Regions from separate parts of the Sus scrofa genome. Here regions 2 and 3 are each linked to region 1. Evidence: chromatin contacts called from public HiChIP or PLAC-seq data. All regions are on one chromosome and are shown on one strand. Each heading gives the region's core, a stretch centred on a gene start, on an enhancer-like site or on the middle of the called end of the contact. The rest is flanking DNA. Distances are from core to core; before and after follow the strand shown.

Region 1 (3,012 bases), core at 326-2,825:
TCAGAGATTCAAATCTGGGAAGCAAATAAATGGGGGGGGGTGTAAAAAAAAAGACTGAGTATTAAAAAACAAAAATGCTTAAATAACTATCATTTTAATGTAACCTAACTTGTAACCTTTTTATTCCTTAAGAAAAAACATCATTTTGAAAGTGTTGCCAGAAATATCAGTTAGTGAAAATAAAGTTCTCTTGCAAGTGGCTCTCTTAGTGGTCCTACAAGAATTTAAGAACAAAGCTCTGTTTTTAGTCCATATCACCCACAAAATTGTATCAACAATATTGTTCCTTATCATGAACACAATGAAACTTTTACTCCTATGGTGGCTGTAAAATGAGAGAAATTATGTTAGCATGTGAAGTCTATTTTACTTTCACCATCACAAAACCTTCTACTCTAAAACTCCCCATTTTATTCTTTAAGAATGACTCAGGGAATTCCCGTCTTAGTGCAGCAAAACAAATCTGACTAGGAACCATGAGGCTGAGGGTTCGATACCCAGCCTCGCTCAGTTGGTTAAGGATCCTGCGTTGCGGTCACCTGCGGTGTAGATTGCAGACCTGCGTGGCTCGGATCTGGCATTGCCGTGACTCTGGCATAGGTCCGCAGCAACAGCTCCGATTCCACCCCTAGCCTGGGAACCTCCATATGCTGCGGGTGAGGCCCTAAAGACAAAAAAAAAAAAAAAAAAAAAAAAGAAAGAAAAAGAAAAAATTACTCAGACTCACAGGAATAAATTTGATACCTAATTTTCATTTTGTCCTTCCTTCTTCAATATTTTGATTAGAAAGCCAGAATTATTTGGCAAGAGATGTAAAACTACTTAAAATTAGGGTTTATATGTAGTATTATATGTAGTATTCATTTTTTAAAATAATGCACCTTTGATTTAAACAGATCAAAAGTGAAGTGCACCAAGTGCAGCCTTAGCTTCTGCATACTATTCCTGGGGAGGACGGAGGATCAAAGCGAGACCTGATTATCTCTCCTTCACCAGGCCATTTAGTGGCATCTCTACATGGTGGATAATGTGAATTGGTATTCACCAGTTCCATTCCATCTACCTTTTGGCTGGGGATGTGGCAACTACACTTCCCATATTCCCTTTAAGTTATGTTCTTGTGTGAGTGAGGATTTTGAGACGTGGAGCTGGAAGTGAGGCACGGGTTTTCTACCTTCCCCGTCAGCTCTTTCTACCAGGAAGCGGAGTCGTGGATATGTTAAGGTTTTTCTACACAGTTCGCCAGTATTCCTTCTCCATCCTGGGGGACTAGAGGTTATTACAGCAACTGCAGCAACAGCACCCACTGGCTTTCCATGCCTGGATCATCGCTAACGGGCGTCTTGAGATCCTTCTCCTACCGAACTGCGGCGTGGCCCGCAGAGAGCACCTGGAGTCAGAGCCGGACTTCAGTTACAAGCAGCCACGCAGAACCAAGGCAGGGCCCACCCAACACGCTCAGACCCCCGCCCCCTCTAGCGGCCCAGCAGTCCGCCCGCGCCGCAGTAGCCAGCTCACCCCGCCGCCCGCAGCCGGCTCTGAAAGCGCCGGGAGCAGCCAGTCGCGTCACGGACCGTCTCGAGCTTCCATTGGCCAGCTCGCGTCACATGCGGAAGCGCGCAGCGGCGATTGGTGCGGCGCGAGGCGTCGGGGGGCGCCGGCACAGCGGAGGAGCGTCGCTTCATCTCCGAGCGCCTGGCTGCGGTGAGTGGCGGGCGGGCTGGGGGATTGCGGCGTTGCGGTTGCCGTGGGGGCGGCGGAGCCTCCGGAACGCCCTGGCGTTCGGTTGAGGCTGGGATCAGCCAGGCCAGCAGCCCGGGGCGAGTGGGGCGGGGCCGGCGGGGAGGCTGCAAAACTGACCCGCTCTCCGGCTGCGAGGGCTCCGGATGCCGATGCCGAGCAGGGCTGGAGGCGCGCGACCTGCGGTTAACACAGCTGCGCCAGAGACTCCAGCTGCGTCCTTAACGTCCGGTTCCTCACGTGGTGAGTGTTGGAGGATACCTCCATGAGCGGGATTGGCCTGGGTTTTGGAGCTGCAGCGCAGGGGCGCGAGAGACCGCCCTCGGCTTCCGCCGGCCCCCGCCCAGGACCCGACCTGATCTCTAGAAGCTGAATGTGGGCATTCTCCTGTAGAAGCTCCAGTTTTCTAAGTGTTAGGAACTAATTCGAAGTAAATAAGTAAACACAGTGGGAGCCAGACCATCACTTTGTGACTCTGACGTGGACCTAATTCTGCTCCTAATTTGTGCAGTGCTCTTGACCAAGTCACCTCTCCGTAGGATGGACGTTTTCAACATGAGTAATAGTGCTCATATTTGGGGGGGGGGGGGGGCGCGGCAAAAGGTTTGTTCTTTCCAAAGGGCCACAGAACATGAGCAGATGCACCCACTATCTGTGGCGTTAAAATGTTAATGGAAGCTGAGAAAATGTCTAAAGGGCTCCTAGGGAAAACGGGGAAAAAAGATGAGAAACACTGCTTTAAGGGAAGAGAAACATTTCCGTGATAGTTGTATGTATTAAAAGATTAAAACAAACTGGCGTTCATAGACTGAGTTGGAAGAATGTCAGAGGCCATCTAACTATTAGAAAAGTTTTGTGACATCACACAGATACACTCGTAATTTTACTTGGTCTCTAAAACAAACTGGCATTCCACTTTATATAATGAGAAAATCGAGGGTCTTCCTGCAGTCAGAGCTATTAAATTGAAGACCTGGAATTTAAACTCAAGTCTCTGTGGCTACAAACCAGGGATCAAACCCGCAACCTCGTGGTTCCTAGTCGGATTCGTTTCTGCCGTGCCAGAACGGGAACTCCAAGATCTTGCCTTTTATTCTTTTCTTTTCTTTTTTTTTTTTTTTTTTTTTTTTTTTTTTGTCTTTTTGGCTTTTATGGGGCCGATCCCGCGGCATAAGGAGGTTCCCAAGCTAGGGGTCGAATCAGAGCTGTAGCCACCAGCCTACGCCAGAGCCACAGCAACACGGGATGGGAGCAGCGTCTGCAACCTACACC
Region 2 (2,768 bases), core at 150-2,649, 130 kb after region 1:
GCCTGGCTACTCTTGGAACTCCAGTCTAGGAAGTTTGTACGTTTTCTCAGGACTCTGAACCTCCTCCTCTTCCTGGCCCAGCAGGCTGCCCCAAGCTCAAGGTTTTCCTCCTCTAGTTTCTTGTTCACTTCAGCCCACAAAATTAACTCTTCAGTTTAACTCCTTTTCCGTGTATTGCATTGTAGTAATACAAGTGTTAGATACTGCCACCTGAGATCGTAAATATAAACGCACCAGGTAAACTAAGTGCTGTTCAAAAACATTTCTATTATCCATTAGGATGAATTTTTGTGTTCTGTTTCTGCTTTTTTAAAACCTTGTGCGCAAAGTTAACAGTGAGGAAAGACAGACTCAGCTTGTGGGGCTCCCAGCCATTGAGAGACCTGAAAGTTTACCTAAGCAGTGCTTTCCGGGGTCCTAGTTTGGGAGGGTCATTATTGGAACGGAGGAATGATATTTTCAGCAAACGTTAAAGTAGGAAAATTAAACATTGCTTTGAAAAGACAAGACTCTTCAAAACTTGGGGCCTTCGATTGGCTGCCTCATCTACAGCTGCGTAAACTGAAGCAAAGTGGGTGGGTCTACTTGAAGCCTCAGGGGGCGGCGGGCGGGACAGTCCTTGTGGGGGTCGCACGCAAGACGTTCCGGCAACCAGGGGGCCAGGCACAGCCGCCCCCAGCGAGGCCAGCGACCACGTGACAGCGCCGATCGATCACGAGCGGACTGCAAGACCCCGTGCCACCACTCTCCCGGCGGTCCAATAAGAAATGGGGAGCGGGCAAGGTGGGTGGGCCCTGGTCGCCCCGCCCTTCGCGAGGCGGGTCCAGCCGCCGCCCTCCAGTGAGGTCCCAGCGAGCCTGGCTCGGCGGAGGCAAAGGGCAATGTTTACGTCAGTCAAACGGCCTCGCCAATGAGTTCGCGCGCTGCGCTCGAGCCCGCCCCTGCCTCGGCCTCCCGGCGCCCGCGCTCCCTTCCCTCCGGCCGCCGCGGCCCGCCAGCCCGCACCTCCATCCGGGTCTTCGCGTGCGACTTTCCGGTGGCTGCGGGCGGCAAGCGCCGGGGCCGGGCTGTCCCCGCGGAGGGCGGCGGCTGGCCGTTGGCTCTTCCACGAGCCTGAGGTGGGTACAGAAGCGAGACAGCGAGCGCGGGCCCGTCGCCATTTTTCTTCTCTCGGACCCCTGGCGGAGCTGGGAAAAGGGGACCGCGGCGGCCTGGTTGGTAGAGAGGCCTGGGGGCCAGAGCAGGCCGGGCTGGCGGGTGGCGAGCTGAGGCCGCGGGAGGCGGCGGCGCGGGCGGGGGATGGGCGCCGCGTGGCGCGTCCAGCCCCAACCCCCTCCGCTTCCCGCCCAGCGCCTCACGGACGGGGGGAGGGGTCATTCTTCACATTCTTCACCCAGCACCTCCCCCCACTTCAATCAAACTTGGGCGGGGGAAGTCCCGCCCCCGCGCCGTGCCCATTGGCCAGCATCTCCTCCTGCTTTGGCGTAACTGGCTGCGGGCGCCGCCAGGTCCCCCTGACGTCGCTTCCGCTATCAGGTTTGTGGGCCGGGGAGACCTTGGTCTTGGGGGCTGGGATGCTGGAGGGAAGGTAGGAAGTGCGGGGGAGGGCCGGGGCTCGCTGGCTGGCAGGCCCTGGGCTGGCTCCCTGCCTCTAATCCGTCCCACCAAGTGCAGCCTCCGGCCACGGAGCAGCTGTGCGACTGGGTCCAACCGGCGGCCGTCCTTGGCGGGGGAGGGGCCGGGCGGGCGGTAGGAAGTGGGATCCCGGGGGACGGTCTTGTGCACGGCGACCAGGGCCACCGCCAGCGGCCCCAGCACTGATTTGGGCTGCACACCCTGCAAGCGGGCTGGCTGATAAACGTTCCCGGAGGACTCGAGTGTGAGGAATGCGTAACCTTTATGTCCTTGGCTGGCAGTGGCCTTCGGTCTTTACAATTTTTACAGTAGGGACTGGCCCCCTGCCTTGTGTGTCAGAGTTGAGGGTGTGTTTTTGGCACATTTTTCAACTCTTAGGCTTTTTAAAATTGACTTTCCATTTATGAGCGGGTTGGCAAACGGCATCAGGGCATTGGGGATAGTGAGTGTGAAATTCTTAAAGTAAATCGGAAGACTGAATGATTTTTCTTTTTTTAACTTTATTGATAATGTATCGCTTTTTTGGCACTTCTAGTTAAAACCGCATTTAGCAGTCCTCGTTTATTTTTATTGGCCTGAAAATCATGCAGTAGTTTAAGAAAATGTAATGTTAAGTTCTAAATTTAAATGTAGTTCAGAAAAATACAGTAACTTTTTATCCGTTTTTCTGCTGTATAGTAGTCTGATTAGTTTATAGTATATTCAGAGTATTGTAGTTAAGGCAATAAAAATTTGTAAGTTTGGGTTTTTTTGAAGGTGCTTGATGTACTGTACACAGTTGTTAAAAGTATCGTTTTGAAACTTGTGGACTCTTTTGAGAGTAGAATGGTTAGCATTAACTAGAATGTCTTGGTTTAGAATACAGTACACTAGATATTTGTGTACCTTTTCTTTCAATAGCTAACATATGGTAGTTTTATAAATAATTGTAATTGCTCAATAGTGAGAGTTAGAAACCAGTATTTCAAACTGTAGGTGCTGGCTTACTGGGTCATAAAATCACTTTTAGTGGGTGGTGATCACAATTCTAAAAAAATAGAAAGTATTAGTTTGTTACATGAAACTGTTAATTCAGCTATATACGTATTTGCTCCTGTAAAAATACCTTTTTTGAGGGTATTTGGAAAAGTTTG
Region 3 (2,840 bases), core at 134-2,633, 180 kb after region 1:
TCTTGCTACAACGCATTTTGGCTCAATCACTCTTCCTTCAATTAAATGAGATTTTGTAGCATCAACTTCAGTTATGGAAGAAAAAGTTACAAAACCAAATACTCTTGATTATTTGCTTGCAGGATTCCTCACTACCACACAGTCTGTAAGTTTTCCCCATGGCTCATAGTAGTTCGTCAGACTTTGCTCTGTTTCAAAGCTTAAGGCACCAATGTTTACAAAAACGTCCCTTTTCTCTCTCAATAGCAGGCTTGGTCACTTCAGCTGGATTTCCCAGACAGATGAGAGAGAAAGCCACCAAGGAGTATGAGCACACCTCTCCTGGCGCTGTTGTCTTGAGGCATTCTTTTCTTTATGGTCTTGGTTTCAGTACAACGCCTGCAGAGGCTTTCCATACCACAAGATGGTTTTCAAAATAATATTTCGTATTACATCTCTGATTTCGTTTTTTATATTTGCCTTGTGAACTAGCTTAATTTCTCCCAAATAACTACTTTTCAGGCTTTCCAAACTGATTTGAAATAAGCTTTCTCAATTTTCCTCCCTCTCTTCCTTATTAGCTAATTTATTGATGTTCCCTTAGTTCCATACAGCTGACTTGCATCACTGACACAGATTATTATACCTTTGTAACTCAAATAAAGCAAATTGAGGTTTTTATAAATTTTTAATTTTTTAATTGCTTTTTAGGGCTGAACCTGTGGCATATGGAGGTTCCCAGGCTAGAGGTCCAATTGGAGCTACAGCTGCTGGCCTACACCACAGCCACAGCAACACAGGATTCAAGCCAAGTTTGGATCTCAAGCTGCATCTGAGAACTACACCATAGCACACTAAGCGAGGCCAGGGAACAAACTCGCAACCTCATTGTTCCTAGTCAGATTAGTTTCCACTGGGCCACAATGGGAACTCCTGAGCAAATTGACTTTTATTAATCATTTTTTGATAAATATCATCAGTATAGCCATCCAGACAAACATTAGAATTACTTTGTGGTATTGAAATATATGCACATGCTATTTTAATTGAATTATGTTAAATTTAATGTTCATTTTATGAGAAATCTTGAATTTATCCTTCTTTAAAATTTTATGTAAGAATATGTATAATTACATATTATACATTTTACATACATGATGCATGCAGAAATGAAAGTGGGAGTTCCCGCTGTGGCTCAGCTGTAATGAACCCGACTAGTATCCATAAGAATGTGGGTTTGACCCCTGGCCTCACTCATCTGGCATGCTGTGATCCGGTATTGCTGTGGCTGTGGCATAGGCCAGCAGCTGCAGCTCCCATTCGACCCCTAGCCTGGGAACTTCCATATGCTGTGGGTGTGGCCCTAAAAAGCAAAAAAAAAAAAAAAAAAAGTTTAAGATTTTTTTTTGGCTGTGCCCACAACATACAAAAGTTCCCAGGCCAGGGATTGAAGCCACACCACAGCAGTGACCCAAGCCAAAGCAGTGACCATGTGGATCCTTAACCCATTAAGCCACCAGGGAACTCTAACTCTTAAGATTTCTGAAACGGAGTTCCACTTATGGTGCAGTGAAAATGAATCTGACTAGTATTTATGAGGATGCAGGATCCCGGCCTTATTCGGTTGGGGATCCGGCATTGTGGTGAGCTATGGTGTAGGCTGACAGCTGTAGCTCCGATTCCACTCCTTGGCCTGGGAACATTCATATGCCATGGGTGCAGCCCTAAAAAAAAGCAAAAATAAATAAAAATAAAACCTAAAAAAAAAAGGGTCTTTGAAACGTATTTGACACACTTCTCCCTTAATTTAAGATTCAATCAAGCATTTAGGCCTAATTTTGCTCCTATCATTCAGGCAAAACCCTGTATTTTTACTCCACACTATGCATGGGAATTATGATTTCCACTCTGTTAGGAACAGACACTGTTCCTGGCCCTATGTGAACTAAGGGTATTTCCCTCCTTCCTTTTCAGTTTCTTTCCTAGGGGTTGTACATGTGCATGCTGGTTGGCACCCAGTGGAACTTCAGGAAGAGGACCCTCACTGGATTTCCTTTCTCTCCCCTGTGACCTGAAATTTCTCTCCAACCAGTGATGCTCAAAGGCTTGCACCTGGTTCCTCACCCATTTATCAGGGTTCATTGCTCTTCGTTGTCTTACGTCCAGTGTCTTCAAACTTGTCATGTCATTTAAAAGTTGTTTTAGGCAAGGGGTTAAATCTGGTTCCCAGTACTCCATTTTGAGAAGTAAACAGGAAGTAACTTTAAAACACTTTTGTCAAATTCCTAGAGTCTCTTTGTAAAGACTTTATGTTCCTGAGATTCCTATTCTGTTACATATAACCCATGATTTTTGGACTAGTAAAATAATTTTTATTTTAGTTATTGTAGCCCTATATGTTTTCATGCTTACTTTTTCCTTTTTTTTTTTTTTTTTTTTCTCTTTTTCCCATTTTAGGGCCGCACCTGTGGCATATGGAGGTTCCCAGGCTTGGGGCTGAATTGGAGTTGCAGCTGCCTGCCCACACTGCAACGCGGGATCCGGGATCCGCTCCGAGCTCCGTCTGCGACCGACACTCCAGCTCACTGTAAGCTCCCGGATTCTTAGCCCACTGAGCAAAGCCGGGGATCAAACCCAAATCCTCATGGATACTAGTCGGGGTCATTGTTGCTGAGCCACACGGGAAGTTCCCCCAATTGGCTTGCCGTCATTACCTGGACCGCAGGTGCCGGAGGAGCAGAGGGATGGAACGCTGGAGCTGGCGGCCTTATAAAAGGCCTGGTCAGGTTGGGGGGTGGGGGTGTACCCGTGCCGCAGGGCATTGTGGGTATGGTAGTCCCACCCCGAGGAATTGTGGGTAG

What was found. HiChIP or PLAC-seq counts read pairs in DNA pulled down with a chosen protein or histone mark.
Region 2: a contact with region 1 is called in an H3K27ac HiChIP or PLAC-seq map of alveolar macrophages. The contact joins the enhancer-like site here to the promoter of PTPDC1 in region 1. A contact is called at or near these places in 1 of 5 promoter capture datasets (fetal skeletal muscle), 6 of 47 Hi-C or Micro-C datasets (embryonic fibroblasts, epiblast stem cells, liver and 1 more) and 2 of 2 datasets of contacts at active chromatin or transcription factors (alveolar macrophages and skeletal muscle).
Region 3: a contact with region 1 is called in an H3K27ac HiChIP or PLAC-seq map of alveolar macrophages. The contact joins the promoter of ZNF169 here to the promoter of PTPDC1 in region 1. A contact is called at or near these places in 1 of 5 promoter capture datasets (fetal skeletal muscle), 6 of 47 Hi-C or Micro-C datasets (blood, embryonic fibroblasts, liver and 3 more) and 2 of 2 datasets of contacts at active chromatin or transcription factors (alveolar macrophages and skeletal muscle).

The regions. Positions count from the first base shown.
Region 1 is chr3:43,319,816-43,322,827 of Sscrofa11.1, forward strand. It overlaps PTPDC1 (protein tyrosine phosphatase domain-containing protein 1), which reads left to right and starts at 1,576. Exons shown (of 10, transcript XR_002342485.1): 1 at 1,576-1,704.
Region 2 is chr3:43,454,407-43,457,174 of Sscrofa11.1, forward strand. No RefSeq gene overlaps it. Among named protein-coding and RNA genes, the nearest start is that of MIRLET7A-2, 9.9 kb to the right of the region's middle. Within about 2 kb of position 1,400, at least 81 of the 83 cell types and tissues checked have an H3K27ac peak or open chromatin away from gene starts, as enhancers often do. A contact at or near this core is called in alveolar macrophages, embryonic fibroblasts, epiblast stem cells and 3 more, where this site is marked.
Region 3 is chr3:43,501,842-43,504,681 of Sscrofa11.1, forward strand. It overlaps ZNF169 (zinc finger protein 169), which reads left to right and starts at 1,384. Exons shown (of 2, transcript XM_021087016.1): 1 at 1,384-2,840. The coding sequence starts at 2,809.